Regions from separate parts of the Siniperca chuatsi genome. Here region 2 is linked to region 1. Evidence: chromatin contacts called from public Hi-C data. All regions are on one chromosome and are shown on one strand. Each heading gives the region's core, a stretch centred on a gene start, on an enhancer-like site or on the middle of the called end of the contact. The rest is flanking DNA. Distances are from core to core; before and after follow the strand shown.

The links. Hi-C and Micro-C count contacts between places; a contact is called where the count stands out from the background.
Region 2: a contact with region 1 is called in a Hi-C map of liver, with 2.5 times the contacts expected there. The contact joins the promoter of zdhhc13 here to the promoter of LOC122887534 in region 1. A contact is called at or near these places in 3 of 3 Hi-C or Micro-C datasets (liver, skeletal muscle and an unstated tissue).

Annotation. Positions count from the first base shown.
Region 1 is chrLG1:4,941,374-4,945,006 of ASM2008510v1, reverse strand. It overlaps LOC122887534 (immunoglobulin superfamily containing leucine-rich repeat protein 2-like), which reads left to right and starts at 2,146. Exons shown (of 2, transcript XM_044220883.1): 1 at 2,146-2,435.
Region 2 is chrLG1:5,112,127-5,115,598 of ASM2008510v1, reverse strand. It overlaps zdhhc13 (putative palmitoyltransferase ZDHHC13), which reads right to left and starts at 1,598. Exons shown (of 17, transcript XM_044222166.1): 1 at 1,462-1,598.

The DNA.
Region 1 (3,633 bases), core at 897-3,396:
GTTATTTTAAACGCCACCATTGGTGGTATTTTTGTAATGGACTGTATTATTTTGTTATTGTTTATATTCAAAACAATAAGCCAACAGAGGCTAAAATGATCTGTAGAGTTGCAGAGTTGGGTGACTGTTCTTGGTGGGTTTGTCACTACGCGTGACCTCCCCGTCACATTACATGCAGCCATTTGAGGAACTTCAGTTTTACTCGTACAGCTCGGTCTTGAGCGGCACGGCTCTTCGTTTTAAGACTCGGGGAGATCGTGCTTTCCAGTCAGCAGCCCCTAAGCTTCGGAATAGTCTCCCAATGAGCCTGAGGTCTTTAGACTCTGTGGACTTAAAAAGCAGCTAAAAACCCATTTGTTCAGACAGGCATTTAGGTAGCATGTGGTATTTTATGTTTTAACTTGTGTCTTATGTCTGTTCCCCTTGTATACATAATCTGGTGTTTTATTTATCTGATTGAAATTGATTTTATATGAACTTATTTAGATTTTATTTGTTTGACTGTGAAGCACTTTGTGACTGGTTGCTTGCTCTGCCTGTGAAAAAGGTTGTATAAAGTCTTCTGTGGCTCTGCGGGAGCTTTGTCAAGTCGGAGAAAATACGTGAAGCGAAGCCAGCAAAGCTAGGTCAGGCGGTCAACTCGAGTCCACCGCTACACTCACATGACATACTCCTCTCACTGCAACACATATCCAACGCACCCTTTTAATCGAGGTGATGCACCGAAGCCGTCAGGGCTCTGCTCACTCTTCTGCTGCATGCCTGCTGCCACATCACTCACCTCAAAGACCAAAGACTACAAACTTTGTGACAAAAAGTATTACAAACTGAGAGTATGTGAATCAGTCAAGGATGGTCCATTGGTTGTATTATGGGAAATGTAGGATCCAGCGTTTTTGGAGCTTGACCCATTCTCGGGACTAAAAGTCAGGATATCTCATCAATTTTGACCATTCTTTTGTTTAACCTGTCTCTTGTGAGTCCCCCAACTATGTAGAAGTGCAAAACTGAATCACTGTAATAACCCTTTAATATTAAAATACTGATTAATGGAGCTTGAAAAGAAACACTTCACTTGGTCTACATGGATAGTTGAAGGCAAATAATGTAATCGTTAATTTTATCGGTATGCATAAGTAACTCTGATGAAGGCTTCAAGCCGAAACATGTCAGCGGACTTGATTGCAAATAAACTTACCAAAAAGATCAACACATGCAGTGATTCTTTTACTGTTCTCCTGACTTTGTTTTTGGGGAAATACAGACACAATACAGACATTGTCTGTTATTTTTTTGAGGCAGAGCACCCAACTGAACTAGGAGAAGCGCACCTGTTTCCTCTTATGAATCAAATTATGAACTTTTTAACAAGAATCAAGAGTATCTTTTATCCTCAGGTTTTCTCTTAATTGTTTTTAATTCTTCTTAATTAGGCTTTTATTTGAACTTAGGATACTTTTATATTACGGTTTGTCTTTACTTAAAAGAGCACTTTACTGATTTAGCATAGCACTCCTATAACATTGCAGGACTCACGAACAGTTTCGATGCAGCAGAATCAGAGATATCGTCTTTTTTTCCCACCACACATTCTTCTTCCGTCTCAAAATCTTGCGCCTGCATTACCCACAATGCAACTTGACCACCGACAGTTCGATTGGTGATTCGGGTGTGTTGTGCTAGTAGCAGCAGAGATGAGCAGCGGGCTACAGAGGTCTGGTAAGCGCTCTTCTTTCTAACTTGACACCCCCCAGATTTTTTTCATTTTCAAACTCTGCAGCCCCAACTGATGCTGACTCAAGTGATGTCACTCAAGTCAATTCATCCGATTTCACACAGCTGCCTCTGGAGACACAAAAGGCTTTGTACAACTTCTTTTTTGTCCACATATGCAGTAGTACTCCCCAACACCTGTAAACAGACTTCGATGTGTAAAATCGGTGGAGTTCCCCTTTAAGTTTCATGTCACTTGGTATTTTTACTCTTTGTAATCCTTGTTACTGTTGTGTTGTTATTTATATAACTCTGTAATTTTAAAATGTGCTATCCAAAACAAGATTGTTAGTAGCCTGTTGTTATTAAGTGCCGTATATAAAGCGACAGTCGCCATGTCCTGTAAACAGTGACGGTCATGATGAAGGTCGTTTCCCCTTTAAAATGTTTTGGAAACGTCGATGCTGTTCTGTCCAGAGCTGTGAGGAGGGGGGAGGAAGGGGGAGGGGGCCGGGAGATAACTCAGTGTGACATATAGGCTTTTCACAGGCAGGAGAAACCCCGCAGAGGTCACACGCGCGTTTTCACCATGTAGAAGCAGACAGACGGACTGACTCAGCTTCATCTTCAAACTTCAACACAACACGCACCCTGGGCTGCTGTGACTGCAAACACCGACTGACGTATTCTATTTCTCCACAGACACAAGATAAAAAACGCAGGTAAGCTTGTCACCCAGTTTCAGGCTACTAACGCAGAGGTGAGGGATCCTCTTTCCTCCCCGCATCAATGTTTCATGTGCGACCCTGCGTCGAGGTCTTTTTTGCAGAGATGAACTTTGATCTTGCAGAGTCAGATTGCATTTACAGTCGTGATGTTTGTGTCATAGCTAGATGAGAGAGCGGATTCCAGCGGTTTGCATGCCACGCTGCAGATCAGATCGCTGTAAACAAACGGAGCAGACGTGCGGCTGCCTTTCAGCACCAAGGACAGAGCCCCGGAGGCTGCTGCGTAGTTTGAAACCAAAAGCTCCTGCTGATGACTCAACACACAGCTTTACTGTCTCCTCTTTGAATTAAACATGGACTAATGTCAGCTTAGAGCTTTTTCAAAGCTTCAGGGCAAGAATCGAGGCTTAGGATGAGCTGTGAGATTGCCTGTGCACCATTTTTTTTTCTGTTTTCCCAGACACCACAGGGGTTTCTTGTCTCACAATATAGCTTACATAGCTGTCTTGTCACTACTGCCAGTCAGAGAATTTTGATAAGAATCAAAATGTCATTTTATCAACAGAATGAATGGTGTGAGGATGAGCTATTAAATATATGACATATATAAGTCAAGTCAGTTTTATTTATGTAGCTCAAAATCACAAATTTGCCTCAATGGGCTTTAGAATCAGTACAGCAGCCATTTCTATCCTTAGACCCCTCCAGGTATGGAAGAACTCCCCAAAAACACCCTTTAATTGAAAAAAAAGGAAGAAACCTCTAGAAGTGCAACAGAGGAGGGATCCCTCTTCCAGGACAGACAGACATGCAATACATGTCATGTGTACAGAGTAAACCAAAACACCAAAATCACAATTTGGAAATCAGGATGACAATATTATGTAGATAGATGCAAACATCTTCCAGTAACTTCCAGGTGCCGCCAAACAGACAAAAACCTACGGCTGGAGAAATTTTGGCTCCTCTGAGTAGTTTTTGGGTGTAATAGAATTTCTGACACTTTGACTGACAAATGGTTTTACAAAGGAGGCCTCAGGCCCGGTGATTATGTTGTTTTGGGTTATGGGGAACCAGATGTCCCAACCATAAGATTAGATGTACCGCAGAAGGCTCTGTGCTACTGCTACTGATAACTAGGAACAGAGACAGTCTTTTCTTGTCTCATCTTTCTACTGATTTATGACAGCTG
Region 2 (3,472 bases), core at 349-2,848, 170 kb before region 1:
TTTGTATTTTTATCGAGGAAGTCAACCACGTTTTGACATATAAAACCAACTGCAAATTCAAGTCGAGTCAGTTTTATTCATCAAGCCCAACATCACAAATCACAAATTTGCCTCAGGGGGGCTTTACAATCTGTACAGCATACGACACCCCCTGTCCTTAGACCCTCAATTCGAATGAGGAAAAACTCCTCAAAAAACAACCATTTTAACAGGGAAAATGGAAGAAACCTCAAGAAGAGCAGGAGAGGAGGGATCCTTCTCCCAGGACGAACTGACATAGATGTCGTGTGTGCAGAATAGACCAACATAATAAAATTACAGTATGGACAATCATGATGAAAAAGTTATGAATAGACTGTAACATGAAGAATGGATCCAGGAGGTTGTCGAGCAACTTCAGGTGTCACCAAATAGATCGGATCTGAGCCACACGATCTCGTCTCCACCATGGAGAGGACAGACTACACAAACACACAAGACCCAAAACTCAAGCATGCCATTAACACAGGCAGGAGAAAGGACACACACAGAGGGACAGAGAGAGACAAGAGGAGAGGCTGAATCTCCTGGAGGACAACGATCCAGATCCAAAACATCTGGAGAGAGGCACCGACAGCAAAGAGTCCCAGTTTCTAGCTAATTACTGTATATCTATTCTTAGCTATTGCGTTATATACCAAATACTCTTTTTGTACCAAATACTCTCTTTTATGAGGCTCAGATGAATGGTGCCGCTGTTCAAATAAGAGTTAAAACCTAAACCCAATTCAGTGTCTTATTTCATTAGAATTTTAACACAGTATTTCCCCAAAAATATGTAATTTTATTCTGAAATGATAAACTCTAAATATAGCCCTCTTCTGTGTGACATAGTTTACTTCCCAAATTACCATACTACTATGGAGTGGAAATAAACCAATGAGCTTTGGCCTCAATCAGATCTTGCACTTCCAGGTGAGTAGCAGTAGATGGTGCCATCATTCAATCCATGACCAGAAGGCTTGCTGTCTGCCAGGCTGCAGATCCATTAATCAGTTGTGTCTCTATGCAGACATGATCGTGCACAAGTTAATTTAGTTATTACTCTGGGGTGTAACAAATAAATAATATCTTCACACTTGCTTGAGATAGATAATCCATCACAGTGAACATCAAATCTGCTTTAATTGTCGTAAAAGATATGTTGTTGTTTCATGGCGATGCAGACTGATTTGAAAAGTCTGCACTGTGTCTCCACGCAGTTTTAAGCCTCTAAAACCTAATTTCCATACCATACATGACTGAAAGAAAACACCTGCCTGAAAGGAAAAAAATAAACATAAAAAAATGCTCTGGTAAGCTTTGTAGTAAAACATACAAAAACGCTGGTGTAGTCTAAAAGACAGCTGTGCAAACATACAAGTAAAACATGTCCATGTTTTAGTGTGTGTGCTGCTTTGTTTGCCAAGGTGACATACTTACACAGACAGTTCATCTTGGTGGATGAGCCTTCCCTCAGTTGGCCTGCCCAAGGTTTGTTGTTATTGGATTCTCTGAACACGAGCACTCTCCTTTTCAGGAACACCCTACTCACGCTCACACACATTCACACCTGGAAGCTGTCAAGCACAACTGCAGTCTGATCGGCTGGTCGCTGAGCATCTCCGCTGGAGCAGCTGGGGGTTAAGGGCCTTGCTTGAGGGCACCTCAGCAGTGATAATCAGGATTTATCCCGCCGGCCAAGGAACCAAATTGGCAACCTTTCGTTCACAAGTTGAAATATACACATAAGTTCGAACCAAAAGATTTGGAGGACCAAACCCTGAGGTTTTCATGCATCTTATTGTGGGTGTATTGATAGATCAATTGTACAAAATACAAAAATGAACATGTATATGTAATGTGCATGTAATGTGCATAAGATTTTCTTGGGAGTTTTTCCTTGTGAGAGCGGGTGTGCGCTTGTTGTAGCTTGATAACTTTGACTTTTTGCTGTGGGCTGTTTGTCTAAACATGGTGTTTCAGGTTGCTTTGTGATTGATTGTTAATTAATTAGAGCTTGTCATATTTTTTCTGTTTTTCTCCTCTTTATAAAGTCTTCTGAGACATGCCAAAAAACAAATACTTCATCTGTCAAGTGCTGGTTTTTATGTTTCATTTTAATGAAATAAAAGTCAGCTTTTGACACTTCTGTGCCACTCTGATTATTCATATTTGGATCTTTTTTTAATGTTTTAATTTATACATGCGGCTAAGATACTAGAGACTAACTTGAGTGCATGTACCAAATCTGTGGGTGTGTGTGTCGGCCAAACACAAAGCAGAAGTAATTGAGCTGTCGGGGGAAGTCATAACAGTGAAGACGACTAAGGGTCAAGATTACGTTTGCATGAGACGTGAGAGTAGAAGCAAAATGAAAAGTAATTACAGTATTTTTATTTAAGGGAAAGGAGAAGTGTACATTGTCATCTACACATATTCAGCCTTTACCTTTGGTATGAGACCGTATTCTTCAACGAGCAGACACTGGGGTCATTAAAAACAGAGTGATTAAGGAAGCAGGGCCATCCAATGAAAACATGTAGAGGATGTGTGTTTAACAGCTGATAGAGCAGCACAGCGGAGCTGTATGAGCGGACTTTGCTTCCATTAAAGCCTTTGTGGAATTTAATAATGCTGATGTTGTGTGAAAACCTCATAACTCCAACTGTTTTTGGAAACATCAAGTTGGCCTTTTGAGACTCTTTCAGACCATTTATGAACAAATTAATTCCTGAATAGCATTTCAAATGACATTTTGGGGATGCATAGTATGATATCTTTGAATGGGGAGTGTGAAATTCTCATTTATCTTCCCACTGACAGACTTCCTGCAGTTGTAGAAAGATCATCACATATATGAAAATACTGTACTTGATATAAATATCTTGAAGCTGCATTTATTGATATTCTGGTCACGATGGGGGAAGCAAGTACAAAAAGGGTTTGCACACCCAAATCAATTAGATTGTTCCATTAATTCAGTTTTCAATGTCAGAATTCAGCACAGGGGAAAATACAGATGTTTCAACAATGCCTTCTTCAGAGTGCAATAGTCCACCAGTTTCATGGTTGAGTCCTTTTAACTGTCATCAATCAACTTATTACCAACAGGTGCACCAGGTGGTGCAGCAGGTCTGGTGTCCTCAGACCTGCTGCACTGCAAAACCTCAGAGAGCCCCTTCCCAACATTAAATCCCACAAGTCCATCAACCAAAAATAAAACTACACATGCATTCACAAATCTTGTGAGCCATATGGGCTATTCTACAACAGTTTCCAACTAATATGGACAACAACAAAAAAACACAACTACATAATGAACAGATATTTCTGTGGGACACTACAATGAAAATGGAAAAGGAGGCAGATCAAATTACTCATTTAAATTGGCTGAAGACATGACATTAAATGTGAAAATCCAAGCTTCACGTTGAAGTAGTCTTTCTAGATT